Regions from separate parts of the Ovis aries genome. Here region 2 is linked to region 1. A link is a contact called in public Hi-C data. All regions are on one chromosome and are shown on one strand. The core of a region is the stretch at or near the end of the contact, and the rest is flanking DNA. Distances in the headings are between cores, read along the strand shown.

The links. Hi-C and Micro-C count contacts between places; a contact is called where the count stands out from the background.
Region 2: a contact with region 1 is called in a Hi-C map of skin fibroblasts, with 3 times the contacts expected there. The contact joins the enhancer-like site here to the promoter of DUSP1 in region 1. A contact is called at or near these places in 2 of 16 Hi-C or Micro-C datasets (muscle and skin fibroblasts).

Annotation. Positions count from the first base shown.
Region 1 is chr16:4,708,152-4,714,753 of ARS-UI_Ramb_v3.0, forward strand. DUSP1 (dual specificity phosphatase 1) reads right to left here and starts at 4,541. Exons shown (of 4, transcript XM_004016868.5): 1 at 3,934-4,541; 2 at 3,513-3,658; 3 at 2,929-3,148; 4 at 1,449-2,498. The coding sequence starts at 4,300. The coding sequence ends at 2,128.
Region 2 is chr16:4,824,515-4,830,954 of ARS-UI_Ramb_v3.0, forward strand. ERGIC1 (endoplasmic reticulum-golgi intermediate compartment 1) reads left to right here. Exons shown (of 10, transcript XM_015101240.3): 3 at 1,770-1,842. Among named protein-coding and RNA genes, the nearest start is that of RPL26L1, 62 kb to the right of the region's middle. Within about 2 kb of position 2,252, at least 12 of the 54 cell types and tissues checked have an H3K27ac peak or open chromatin away from gene starts, as enhancers often do.

The DNA of each region.
Region 1 (6,602 bases), core at 3,291-5,790:
CACTGTATTTTTCCACTGTGTGGATCACATTGGAGATTAATTCTGGTTCAGCCGATGCCTGCCAAGCAGAAAGCGATGGCCCAAGCCCACAGTGATGGCAGCCATGGCATCTGCCGTGGACTTGAAGTCGCTGGTATGCTTCCACGAAGGGAGATATTTGCAATAGTAAATGTCTAGGGTTTGATAAAAAACAAAACAAAACAAAACAAAGTTGGATATGGTTTGTTTTGAAAGGCGTGAACACTTGTAATCGGAAGCCCAGTCGAGGAAATGAACTTGCCGGCCCAGGGTAAGTTCTCAGAGCAGGGAAAAGAAATCTTCCTGGCGCTGGGAGTCAAGCGGTGCATGGTGACCCAGTGGAGAAAGGTCAAGGCCTTGAACAATGGGCCTGGACCAAGACCACTACTCTGGGAACCCCTGGAAAACTACGCTGTTTGCTTTCTGGCTTCCTACAGCACTTTATCCAGAAACAAAGGAATGCAGAGGCTAAGGGGCCAGCAATCCAGAAGCTTCTCTGTTGTTTAATTCAGCATTAAAGACTGGGCTACGGGTTAGTAGTCAATTACACCTTCTCTGTTTCGGGCTGTTTGGCAAGACAGTGAAAATCCAGAATATTGCCCTAGAGCAAGCCAGATTTAATTGTCTATCTTCTTCAACAAAATTATGAAATCAGGGCAGCAAGTGACCTGAAGGAGGCTGCCACCAAAAATGCTGGGTACAGATGCGGAGATGCCCAGGGAACGGGCTCCAAAACAGTAAGGGTCAGGCTGGGGTGGGGGCTCCAGGTGACTTGTCTGCATTGTATTGGCTTACTGTGCTCAGTATTCCTTTCATAATTAATAAAGGTCTTTTCAAAAGAAAAAGAGCACGTGAGGAGCAAGTTATGAAATAAAAAGGCCATAAAATTAGGAAACAAAACAGACACAGGGCCCAACTCCCCCACTTGTGTTCCTTAGCTATGCTGGGTCTCTATCCTTTACAGATCTTGCTGAGTTGTTCTGGGGTAAGCACAGCCCACCTTGCACATGGTAGAAACACACTTGTGCCAAGCCTACTGAGAAACTATCTTTATCTCTTTAGTAGAGATCAGAGGAGGGGAGGAGGCTTTTTAAGATTAACCTGGGGGAAGGTATTAAATGAAAAAAGCAACCAAGCATATGGGCCACTTATTCCTAGTTTTGGCTCTGGGTACACTTGGGTTCCCTGTGTGACATGTTGGGAAAAACATAGGCAGACACTCGAATTCATTACCAAGAGCAGGTTCTAGTACTTTTTAAAAATAATTGATCACATTTCTCTACCACCCTGGCAACCCAGCCATCTCATGGGACTGGGGGGCCACCAAGGAGTATGGGATCAGATGCCAAAACATATTCTGAAGGACCTTGTTTTCCCCTATTCCAGTTATGGGAAAGGAATCAGAGGGCTGACCAAGAAAAGCATCGAGATTTCAATAGAAATGCCATAATTTATTCTGTTGTATAAAAAAGTCATCCTTATGTAACAAAATGTCTTCTTAGAAGAAGATATATATTATTTCAGGTCATAAATAATCAGCAAACATACAACTGTTGGCAACTTAAAAAACAAAACAAAATCAACACTGGTGCTTTCCAGTGTTGAAAACAAACCTGCTTAGGATATATTTACAGGATATTACAGTACTCAAACACAAAAATTGAGGTATTTGGTTCTTCTAGGAGTAGACACTGACATTTGTGAAGGTGGACCGCCTACACAAAAATAAATAAAACAAAGTATATTCTCATATGTATATGCGTTGTCGGGAATGGTAATACTGGTAGGTATGTCAAGCATGAAAAGTGTCTTCAGAAAACAGGGACAAAAAGAGAAATCGGCTCTCACACTTGAGTCCTCTCTCTTCTGCCCCTTTCTGTCCGAGGGACTTGATGTACGCACTGTATGTTGGTCCCGAAATGTGCTGAGTTCAGCAAACATCTTGGCGTGAAGTCATCATTACAACTGCTCAGGAACCCAGTGGAACTTGGGTGAAATTAAATAAATAAAGACCAGCCCTCACGAGCCCCCTTCCCTGGAGTTATTGCATTTCCACTTTCCAGGAGCCTGGAATCCCGGTGGGTTGTGAAGATCACCTCCCGTGGCTTTTCAGCAGCTGGGAGAGGTCGTGATAGGGCTCTGAAGGTAGCTCAATGCACTGTTTGTGGGGTGGACGGGAATGGAGACCGGGAAGTTGAAGACAGTGGTGGTGGAGGTGCTGCAGTCAAGCACAGCCATGGCGGGGCTCCCCGCCTCTGCCGAGCAGTGGGGGGCCAGGACCTGCGACTCAAACTGCAGCAGCTGGCCCATGAAGCTGAAGTTGGGGGAGATGATGCTTCTCCTCTGCTTCACGAACTCAAAGGCCTCATCCAGCTTGACTCGGTTAGTCCTCATGAGGTAAGCGAGGCAGATGGTGGCCGATCGGGAAATGCCCGCCTGACAGTGGACAAACACCCTTCCACCAGCATTCTTGATGGAGTCTGGAAAACAAAGGGCAGCTGGTTATTTGAGAGCCCAGGAGAATAACTCCAACCAACCCCAGGTGTCTAAGAAATGCCACATGTGTCCTGTCCAGTATGGTCGATATCACCTCATGTCATCACAGACATACTGTCCATGAAGGCAATGTGGGCACAGTGGATTTAAACAGCCGGGGATTTAAACCCAGGCAAGGCATCGCCACTAAGCAGATTGATATTGGACAGATCAATTCAACCTGAGATTCAGTTTGCTAATTTATAAAGTGGGACATCGAAACTGTACTTTGCAGGGATGCTGCCCATGCCAGACTGATTTTAATGTCTAGAGGAAAGCTTAAATCTATGTTGCTCAAGTTCTTGCCATGGAATTTAGTCTCAGTCACTGAAACAGAAGGAGTGTGGCAAAGTCCCAGGCATCTGCTCCACTTACCTATGAAGTCAATTGCCTCATTGAACCAGGAGCTGATGTCTGCCTTGTGGTTGTCCTCCACGGGGATGCTCTTGTACTGGTAGTGACCCTCGAAATGGTTGGGACAGTTTGCAGAGACGTTGATCAAGGCAGTGATGCCCAAGGCATCCAGCATGTCCTTGCGGGAAGCATGATAGGCACTGCCCAGGTACAGAAAGGGCAGGATCTCCACTGGGCCACCCTGAAATCCAGAAACATCCAACGCTTGTCAAGCTTTGTTCAACGGCAATGGTGGTGCCCACATCCACAAAACCTCCCTCCTGGATAAGTTAGTTTCAATATTGGGTGAACCTCACAGCACTGTTAAGAGTGTCAATAAATAAGGGACTAAACCCATTTGCCTAGGCAGGGCCAACAAGCTAATTTCTGTAGTGCCAACAATTACAGGCTCGGCTCCATCATGCCATGTAACCACGGGATAAATGAAATCTCCTGTGTCCCCTGTTATAAATAAAGCTGCACGTCACTTTCTATATTTTCACTAGCGCGGCTCTGCCACCTTTGCCAGCTCTTCCTTCTCCCCTCCGGCACAGCCCCCTACTAACCTGATCGTAGAGCGGGGTGCTGCAGGAACTGCACCCCGATTCAGCGCTGTCAGGGACACTAGTACTCAGGGGAAGGCTGAGCCCCATGGGGGTCGACTGTTTGCTGCACAGCTCCGGGTAGGAAGCAGAAAAAGCTTCATATCCTCCTGGGAACACAAAGAGACACATATTTTTCATTAGTACCGCCGAGACAGGGTACCTTCATACAACTTCCTCATCCACCAGAGCTGGAAGTTTAGCCCGGGGAGCCCCAGGCGAGTCTTTGTTCCTAGAGCCAAACAAAGCCAACAAGTCCCCACAATGCGACTCAGGCGTCCAAGCTCTCAGGTGGAGCAGCACCCCCCGCAGCTGAGAACCAGGGGTCCCCAGACTAGGCGGCGGAGGGCGTGAGGCCCGCCCCTGAGCGTCCCCGAAGGCGTACCTTTGAGCAAAAAGATTTGCGCGCTGCGCGCCTCGCGGCAGAGCGCGCCGGCGGCCAGCGCCAGGGTGCCGTCGCGCTTGGCGCAGTCCAGCGCGGCGCTGCGCTCGTCCAGCAGCACCACTGCGTGGTAGGCGCCGGCCAGCAGGCGGCCGCGCAGCTCGGCGTTGGGCACGATGTGCTCCAGACCCATGGCGCCCTTGGCCCGCCGACGCACAATGGTGCTGAAGCGCACGTTGACCGAGCCGGCGATGTGGCCGGCGTTGAAAGCGAAGAAGGAGCGACAGTCCAACAGCAGGCACTGCGCCGCGCGCTCCCGCAGCAGCGTCCGGAGGCCTCCGGCGTCCAGGGAGACCACTTCCATGACCATGGCCGGCCCCAGCGCCCCCAGCGTGCAAGTCGTCCTACGTTCTTTGTCCCGGGAAGCGAACAGCAGGGCGATGGCTTTCGAGGAAAAGCCCGACCCCGGTTTTCTTTGCGCCAAACCCAAACTGCCTTTGGACCGAGCGAGGGGTCGCCGTGTGGGACTCTCGACCGCCTCGGCTTCCTTGTTGCTCTCCCGACGGCCCTTCCACCCGCGATTCGCCCAGGGCCCCGAAGTCTTTCGCAGCGAGTCCGAGCCGGCGGAGAGCGTTTATATTGTGGCTCCGCGTAAGCAAGCGGGGCGGCGCGGGGCGGGGCGCGCGCGCGCGCGCGCTGTGGGGGAGGGGATTGTTTGTTTGAATGACGGTCACGTGACTGGTGTGGTGACGTCACCCGCCTTGCCGGGTTTGGCGCCGGAGCAGCCAAAGGCGAAGACGTCAGCGGCCTCCGAGTGGGGTCCGCTGGCTAAGCTCTGGCTCGGGCTTCGGCCTCCGCCCGGCCGTCCAGCCTGCGCCTGGCGCGTCCCTAGGGAGCTGGTCCGGGCCACTCTCCGGGCCCAGCGGGGAGGGGAGAGGGTGGGCGCTCTGCCAGCCGAGGGCTGACTCCCGTGTGCGAGTGCCTGGGAGCGGGCCGCGTGCCATGGGCCCCCGCCTCCCCCTTTCCACCCCCTCCACCGCGCCGCGTCCCGGCGCCCGCTCCTCCGCCGACCGGAGCCGAAAGGGGTCTCCTTTGTTACTGGATACACAGGCGCCCCTTTCTCTCATTTCCCCGTACCCAGCAGGCGAGGAAACACGGGTTCCCGAGGAGAAGCGATTTATTATACTTGCCCAGTATCGCACTGCTGGGGGTGAGCGGGCCGAGGGGAGACTGAAATGAGGGTCGGAGAAAAATTGAGTTTGTCCGCTCAAGAACAACCGGGGTAGGTTGGGGTGGAGGTGTTCAGGGAAATACATTCCTGTTCCCCAGGCTTTCCTGTTACTTTAAAATGTACATTTAACAAGTAAAATGCGGTCCAACCAAACCCCAAGCAGAAAAATGTCAATCCTAGTCATGTGGTCCTTACGTGGTTGTGAGCCGAGGAAGGCGGGTCAGGGGTCTGAAATGAGGGTGGGGGCCGCAAGGTGCGGTTGTGGATTGCGGACGTCCGGCTTTTAGTGAGGCGACCCCCCGCCCAGTGCGGATCGACAGCGCCCCCGCAGGGACCGCCAGACACCTTTCTTCTGCTCGCGTTTTCTTAAGTCTCAGCGGCTTCATCTCTTTGTGGTGGTTTCTTCAGATTCTTTGCGACCTCATGGACTGGAGCCCACCAGGCTCCTCTGTCCATAGAATTTCCCAGGCAAGAATACTGGAGTGGGTTACCATTCCCTTTTCCTGGGGATTTTCTTTTAGTCCCCAAACATGTACTGATTGAGCGCCTACTAAGCGCCGGGCTGGGGACTGCAACTGGGAACCGGAGCACCGTCCAGCCCCAGGGCCCTGGTTCTTGCCATCAACGTGAGCTGGTCTTGAAATATAATCCTACAGCATTTTAAGAGGATTTACAGGACCTGGACAAAGGTTTGGGGAGACCTCCATAAGGTCACCCTCATCCTGGGCCCTAGTGAAGCCCTCCGACCTCCCGATCCCCGGCAGCACCACACAAACACAAATATTGCGCCATCAGGCTGGGGTGCTGAGTCAGGAACATTCTGTGGTTTCCTCCCCTCTCCTCTAGGAGAGCGGGGTATTTCACTAACACCCAGTGTCGTTGATCCGCTGGTTGTATCAGCAGAGGCAACTTCTGCATTTGCCTCGCTTAGTGTTCTCACATGCTCAGACTTTCTGCCTAAATTCTAAAAAAGTAAAAGGCTAAGTGCTTTTTTAAAAAGAGCATTTTTGGCCTTCAGGTGAACACTGGCTGAGAACAGCAAAGAGGTCCTTAGATTATGGCAACACCCGCCCTGTATCTTTTAAAAAAAAGAGAAAGTATTTGTTTATACTACTTATTCAGCTGAGGAACTCAACATATTTTATGCATTGAATCATGAAATGTTACAGCTGCTGACTTTTCACAGCATACCAACTTGATCTATCCCAAGTTGTGTGTGTGTGTGTGTGTGTTTTACCAAGAGCAGTTTTTAATACCTACATATTTTCAAAAAGCAAACTTTTTTTAATGCAAATATTAGAGCGGTAAGTGGCAGTGTGGCCCTACAATCAGGTGTCTGCTGAGCTCTGCACGGTTTTCCTCTCTAGCCTGTCTAGAAAGAGCAGAGCTTGGCCCCCATGCTGTCATTTTGCTCCTGGGTGATCCTAGCTGAATCTCTTCC
Region 2 (6,440 bases), core at 1,002-3,501, 110 kb after region 1:
TTACTACAGTGCCGTTTTGCAGATGAAGAAACAAGCAGAGAGAGGTTGATTAGCTTACCCGGAGACACACAGCATGTCAGTAGCAGGGCGCACTGTGGGAGCCCTTGCTCACGCCTCTGTGATATGCCCGGATGAGGCGCGCTGAGCCCATGTTCTGTATTTTGGGGGCTGGCTTCCTGCCTTCCACAAAGCCTGTTGTATCACCTTCTATGTACCCAGTCCCAGCCCAGACACTGGGGTTGTGGAGTTTTTGCCTTCCGGGTTATCAAACTAGTGAAAGGCAGGGCTGCAGATAGTCAATAACATTTAGGAGGTGTTCAGATGGAGGCTGGCAGCACAGAGGAAAGGGGGACCAGTTCCACCTCTAAGGCCTGGAGGAGCTTCCCATAAGAAGGGACGTTTGAGTTGGGCCTCAGCCTGGGAGGATGAACAGGAGATCACCAGGCAGAGCTGGTAACCAAGGAGGAGGAGTGAAGATGGGGAGGTGCCTTCCAGACAGAGGATCCTCACATTTAGGGGCCAGCACATGGCCCGGGGTGGCTGGGTAGTTAGATGTTAGGGGCACTGTCGGGAGATGGGGCTGGAGAAGAGTTGAGGGCCAGCCCCAGGGGTGCTTGTTATGTCCTGCCCCAGTGAACGACTCCAGGGTCACAAATCCCAGCCTCGCCAGGGGCCAGGCAGGCCAGACAAATATGAGTGACCTGGGACGACCTTGGAGCTCCATTGCACTCTCTGCGTTTCAGACTTGTAGGACCTCCCATGGAGAGCCTTCTCTGGAAGCACGGCTCTGGGTGTCCTCAGTTCTCACCTCTGATGGGGACTCGGGCGCGTTGACGAGTCCATAGCAGGCAGGGAGAGATGGCAGGGGATGCCCTGCCTCAGCCTTGGAATCTGGGTGGCAGGAGGGAACGCTGAGGCCTGAGGCAAACTGGTGAGCCCAGGCCACCCCCTCGTGGAAGCAGGGCTCAGTTGTCCTGGAACAGCCAGAAATCTGGCCTCAGTGTGACGTCTGCACATTGTTCGATGTCGAGTCCAAGGTCTTCTCTTGTTTTGTGTTTATTTTGGCTGCCCTGGGTCTTCATTGGGGCGCACAGGCTTTCTCCCGTTATAGTGTCTGGGCTTAGTTTCGCCACATCATGTGGGGTCTTAGATCCTGGACCAGTGATCGAACCTGCGCCCCTGCATTGGAGGGTGGATTCTTCACCACTGAACCACCAGGGAAGTACCTCCAAGTGTTAACGTGTATATCCATTGAGCCAAACAGAACACATCTGTGGGCCATTGACCTGCAGCTGCCGTTTTGTGACTGACGTCTGTGTTAAAATGTTCTTGTGGGGAGAAGCTGGGCTGGCCCCTCCGAGGACTGGCACTGGTCCTTGGCCCGTAGGAAACCAGGCTGCACGGCAGGAAGGAAGCGGCGGGTGAGGAAGGAGGCGTCATCTGCCGCTCCCCATCTCTCGCATGACTGCCTGGCCCACCTCTCCACTCCCACCCATCCCCCTCCATGGAAAAACTGTCTTTGTGAAATCGGTCACTGGTGCCAGAAGGGTTGGGGGCCTCTGCCTTGGAGGATCTGCCCAAACCGGGGGCTCTGTCCACACGGGCGGGTCAGATCAGCCGGAGGTGGTCTCCCTCTGTGGAGTGGGGCTGCTTCACGCGCAGGCCGAGAGGTGGAAGGGGCTTTGGCCGGGGTCTGTCTGAGGGCAGGGGGCCGGCCTCCTGCCAGTGCCCACCACCCCTTAACTGGGCGTCTGTGTCGTTTCTTTCAGTCTCCGTCTGCTGCTGCCTCTTCATCCTCTTCCTCTTCCTCTCGGAGCTCACCGGATTCATAACGACAGAAATGTAAGTTGTATCCCCCCTGGGCTGGGCCATTCTAGAGGTTCCAGGGGCCCCAGACAAGAAGAGGGTGGGGCTTGACAAAGGACAGAAGCCTCCGAACCTTCCCCCTCCCAGTTTCAAAGCCTGTGGCATCAGTTCCTCCTCTGTGTCCTAAAGGGTTTTAAAGCTAGAGTGAAAACTAACGTCACTTTTTTGAAGCCAAAGAGAAAACTTTGGTTCCCTTCTGGGGTCCGGACGGCGCCTCCTGGGTCCGCAGAGGAGCAGAAATCATTTCCTCCTGTTTGCAGTCTCTGTGTTTGGCCAGTGGGCCTTTTTCCCCTCTGAGTCATCGCAGGGTCATTTGATGTTAGAGCTGGAAGAATTCAGAGGAAAAAAGGAGGGCAGCTTTCTCCCCAAGTGGAGGCGAGGTTCTGACATCAGAGGGCAGCCCCTCCACCACGTCCCCTCCCCTGTCCTGAGCCCACACTGGGTGAGGAGTCCGCGTGGGCTTCCTGGCAGTGATTGATGCATTGTGAATGCATCCCGGATTCCTAGAATCCTCTGTTGTCTAGATAACCCAGTAAATCCTCTGGGGCCTGTGTAACATTGAATGCCACTGGAATTATTCAGTCACGGCCTCATCAGATGCCCCTCCAAGATGAATTAGACCCAGAAGCTTCCTGCCTTCACCTCTGGCTTCCAGACCTCTTCATTTCCATGTTTACGACCCTGAAAGTCATCACGGGGCTGGGCTGTGGCCACCCACTCCCCTGTCCAGCACTGGAATTCTCCTTTTCACTCATGGAATTTCTTGGTTTCCTGTGCCTCCCCGTCAGCCACAAGACAATAGGAAATGGGAAGCTTAGCTGTGCAGCCATCCCTGCCTTTCATCTTCAGACAGCCCTGGGACATAGTTGTCCCCTCTTGACAGATGAGGAAACTGAGGCTCAGAGAGGCGGGGGGACCTGCCCACGGTCCTTCCTCTCCCCCCACCCCACCGCCACAGCTCGCTTCTGAAAATAGCTTTCTGTCCTCCTCTGATGTGGGAGACTTTGTCTCCTTGTTCCTCTGATCCTGTTTGTAGCCCTGATGGCACCAAAGCCCCAGGGGCCACATGGAGCAGTAGAAAGAACACTGGACAAGGCCTTGGCAGGTCCAGGATCAGACGGCCTCTGCTCAGTTACTACCTGCTCTGTGACCTTGGACAAGGTGCCACCCCTCGCTGGGTCCCGGTGCTGCCGGCCAAACAGGGTAGGGTATGCCAGAATCAAGGCACCCTTCCAGGTCTGAGGAGGCTTGTCTGCTTCCTAAGACACAACCCCTTGACCAGGCAAGGGTCAGACAGAGGACTTTGTTCCCCCCAGAATGGACTCTCTCCTAGTCAAGTATGCACATTTGGGCCACTGGATATTTCACGGGTCACCCCATCATGATTTGGAGGTAGAAGCAGGGAGAACAGCCAGAAATTGAGACCTGCTGGTGTTACTAAGGACCTACTGTGTGCCAGGCACCTGGTGGTCTCTCCCAGGCACACCCCACTCCCTGGGAGGGGGGCTGCTGTGCAGACTACTCATGTTCGAGACGAGGTGAGAAGGGGTCCCCATGTGGCAGCTACGAGGAGGGAGCCCTGATCCTGTCCCAGGTGCCAGGCGCAAGGGTGTACGTATTCCAGGCAGGGACGCTGGCAAGTGAAAAGCCCTGAGGCAGGAGTTACCCAATGTATGTATAGAGGGCCGGTGTGGATGGAGCAGAGTGAGCCAACAGGGAGAGTAGAATGTGGAGCGGTGGCCTCTGTGCACTGCCGTAGATCAGTGCGGATCACCCTTGGTCCTGACCCCGTCTGGGGTCAGGTCTGCCTGACTCACTCCTGTGTGGCTGCCTGCTCAAGAGGAGCCAAAGATGCAGGCAGTGACACAGACGGTCAACAGGCAAAAAAAATGGAAGGTGTCAGCCAGTGATAGGGCTCTGAAGAAAAAGCAGGATGGCAAATAAGGAAGGTATGTGGTGTTTTGTGAGATTTTAACAAGACTGTTTACCTACAAGGACCTTAATATAGTGCCTTATATACTTCAACATCAGTAGAGCCATATCCCTTCAGGCCTTCATTCATTTCATATTTCTTCTCTGTGTAACAGAAAACAGCAGTGTGTGTGACGAGTGCTCTTTGTCCTTTCCCTTGAGTTAAGAAGGGGCCTCCCTCACCTTCTGCCGAAGTCCTGAGGGGCTGTTCCTTCAGCTGATCGTCCGTGTCGCCCATGGTGAGGCAGGGCGCTGAGGGAGCACCCAGCAGGTGCGTTTGGATGTCAGAGCCGGTGTCTGCGGCAGGAGGAGCCTGCGGCCGTGTGCAAGCTGGCCAGCTCGCCCGGTTACCGGGGCGGGGCCCACACCTTCCCCAGGAGCACGGTGTGTCCCCGCCACTCTGGCCCGCTCCCCTTTCCAGGACATCCTCTTCTTGGCTCCTGGGGGCAGTCTGGACACTCTGGCCCCACCACATGCCTGGCGAGGAAGAAACATGAGGGGTGAGGGGCAGAATCCAAACATGAGGGGCTGTTCATTCGGTGCTTGCCTTGTGTCCGGCTCTGAGCTGGTGAGCTCCCCGCGGGGAGAGAGGGAGGGCAGGGGGGGTGAGAGAAGAGGCCTGTGGGGCCAGAGGCTCCGTCCACAATGACACGGTGACCCTGATGCCTCCGCTCTGCGGCCTTGTGACCAAGCTGCAGGAGCCGCCCAGAGGGGGTCCTCGGGGCGAGGACTCCAGAGAACATTCCAGACGAGTAAGAGTTGTGCCTCGGGGTCCTTCTTCTCTCAGAAGCTTCTCTGACCACCCCTGGCCCCCAGGAAGCCCTGCTGATCCAGGAGGGACTGTGGGTCAAGTTCTTTTCCTTTTTGGTATGGCTCGCCCTCCCGGGCAGCTTGGTGACCACAGTGGATCGGCCTCCCCACCCCCCACCGTGAAATTGCAACCCGAGGAGATGAGGTCACCGCTGGTGGATCAGCATCGCTCCAGCACTGGCCTGTGTTCTCAGTGACATAAGAGGCTATTCTGACCCAGCCCGGTGAGAGGGAGACCTGTTTGTCTGCGTGGTTGGACTTTGACCCGGCCATTAATTATCCATGGGAAAGTGACCCTGCAGGGTGCTCAGAGGCTCCGTGTTCGCAGGGGAATGGCACCCCATCCTCAGTGGGCATTGCCACAGTCCATTCCGGCCTCTGGCTGCCCAGGCTCTGGCTCTTCTCCACTATTAACTTGATGAGGATTTATAATTTAAAAAATGTGGTCACCGGATCTCTCCATTGATTGTTTACAGCTTAATACAACTCATTGTACTTTTCAGTTTTGATTTATAGCGGGTGACCGTGTGCTGGCCACCGACGCCAGCACTTTACAATGCTCTGCTCTTAATGGTCCCAGAACCCCTGGTGCCAAGTACTGCTGTTGCCATCAGCCTGACTTTATAGCTGGGGAAACTGAGGTACCAGGAGGCTAAAACCACAGCGAGGTTGGTCAGTGAGCTGTCTGAGTGAGAATCAGGCCCAGGCCTGTCTGAGGGCAAAGCCTAGACTTGGTACCAGGCCCCCGTATCCTGCCCTCTCCTGTTCAGAGCATTTTGGAGCCCCGGGGACATGGGAACTCCTGTTTTCTGGAAGGAATAGTTCCCTGAGAGACTTGGATGCACCATTCTAGAGGGGGCGGGGGGCTGCACAGGCAGCGGCCCCTTGCCCACCAAGTTGGAACTTGGGCATTCCCCTGAAAGAATTGGGCATTATCCTCACACGCAGGCCCAGAGTGGGGTGGCCAGTAGCGTAGCCAGGAGGAGGAGCTGGATGGCTCCCTAGGAGCCCAGGTTGCCCACTCTGAGGTCTGGATTGGGAGCCCAAGCTGGGTAGAGAGCATGGCCACCACGTGGAGGAGCAGCAGGAGGCCTGGAGGCTTCTGAGCAGTGATGGGATCAGGTTCGTGCCTAGGAAAGATCACCTCTTGCAAAGATGGGTGTGGGATGAGGTGACCCTGGAGCCCAAGGCCTGGTGGGGGGTGCTGGATGATGACCCAGGACAGAGGGGCTGAGGGTCCCAGGGCAGTGGCTGTGGGGAAAGGGGCGGGGGCAGGACTAGGTGGCTGGAAAAAGATGCTTTCTGGACATCTGCCTGGTAGGTCATAGATGGACTCACTTGCCCCTGGAACTGGAACTGTCAGGATTTCAAACTCAGGGTCCCAGAGAGCTTGCCTACATAACCTCATCCCTCTCCTTCCACTCCCACCCCAGGCCCTTACCACGAGCCTCCCTGCTGTGTAAGTTCCCGTTAAATCAAATGATTAAGCATGGAGGTCAGCAACTTTGGGCAGGAATCCGAAGTATTCAAGTACTCTTCTAAAAGCAAATAAAATTGCTTTCCATAGATGTCATCGGACTCACGCCTCAGCCTAGAATTTCAAGGCCCGCTGTTACATTCCACTTACCCTCCCCTGCCCATACCTCCCCAATCCCTCTCTTCCTCTCTCCCTACGTGGCTGCTGCTCACTGACCCCCATGCTGTCTGGCGTCCTCCACCTGGAATGTGCCTCACCCCAACAGAGGTCGTGAGCATGCGCTTTCTGCTACCGGTTCAGGGAGCCCTTGTCTGGG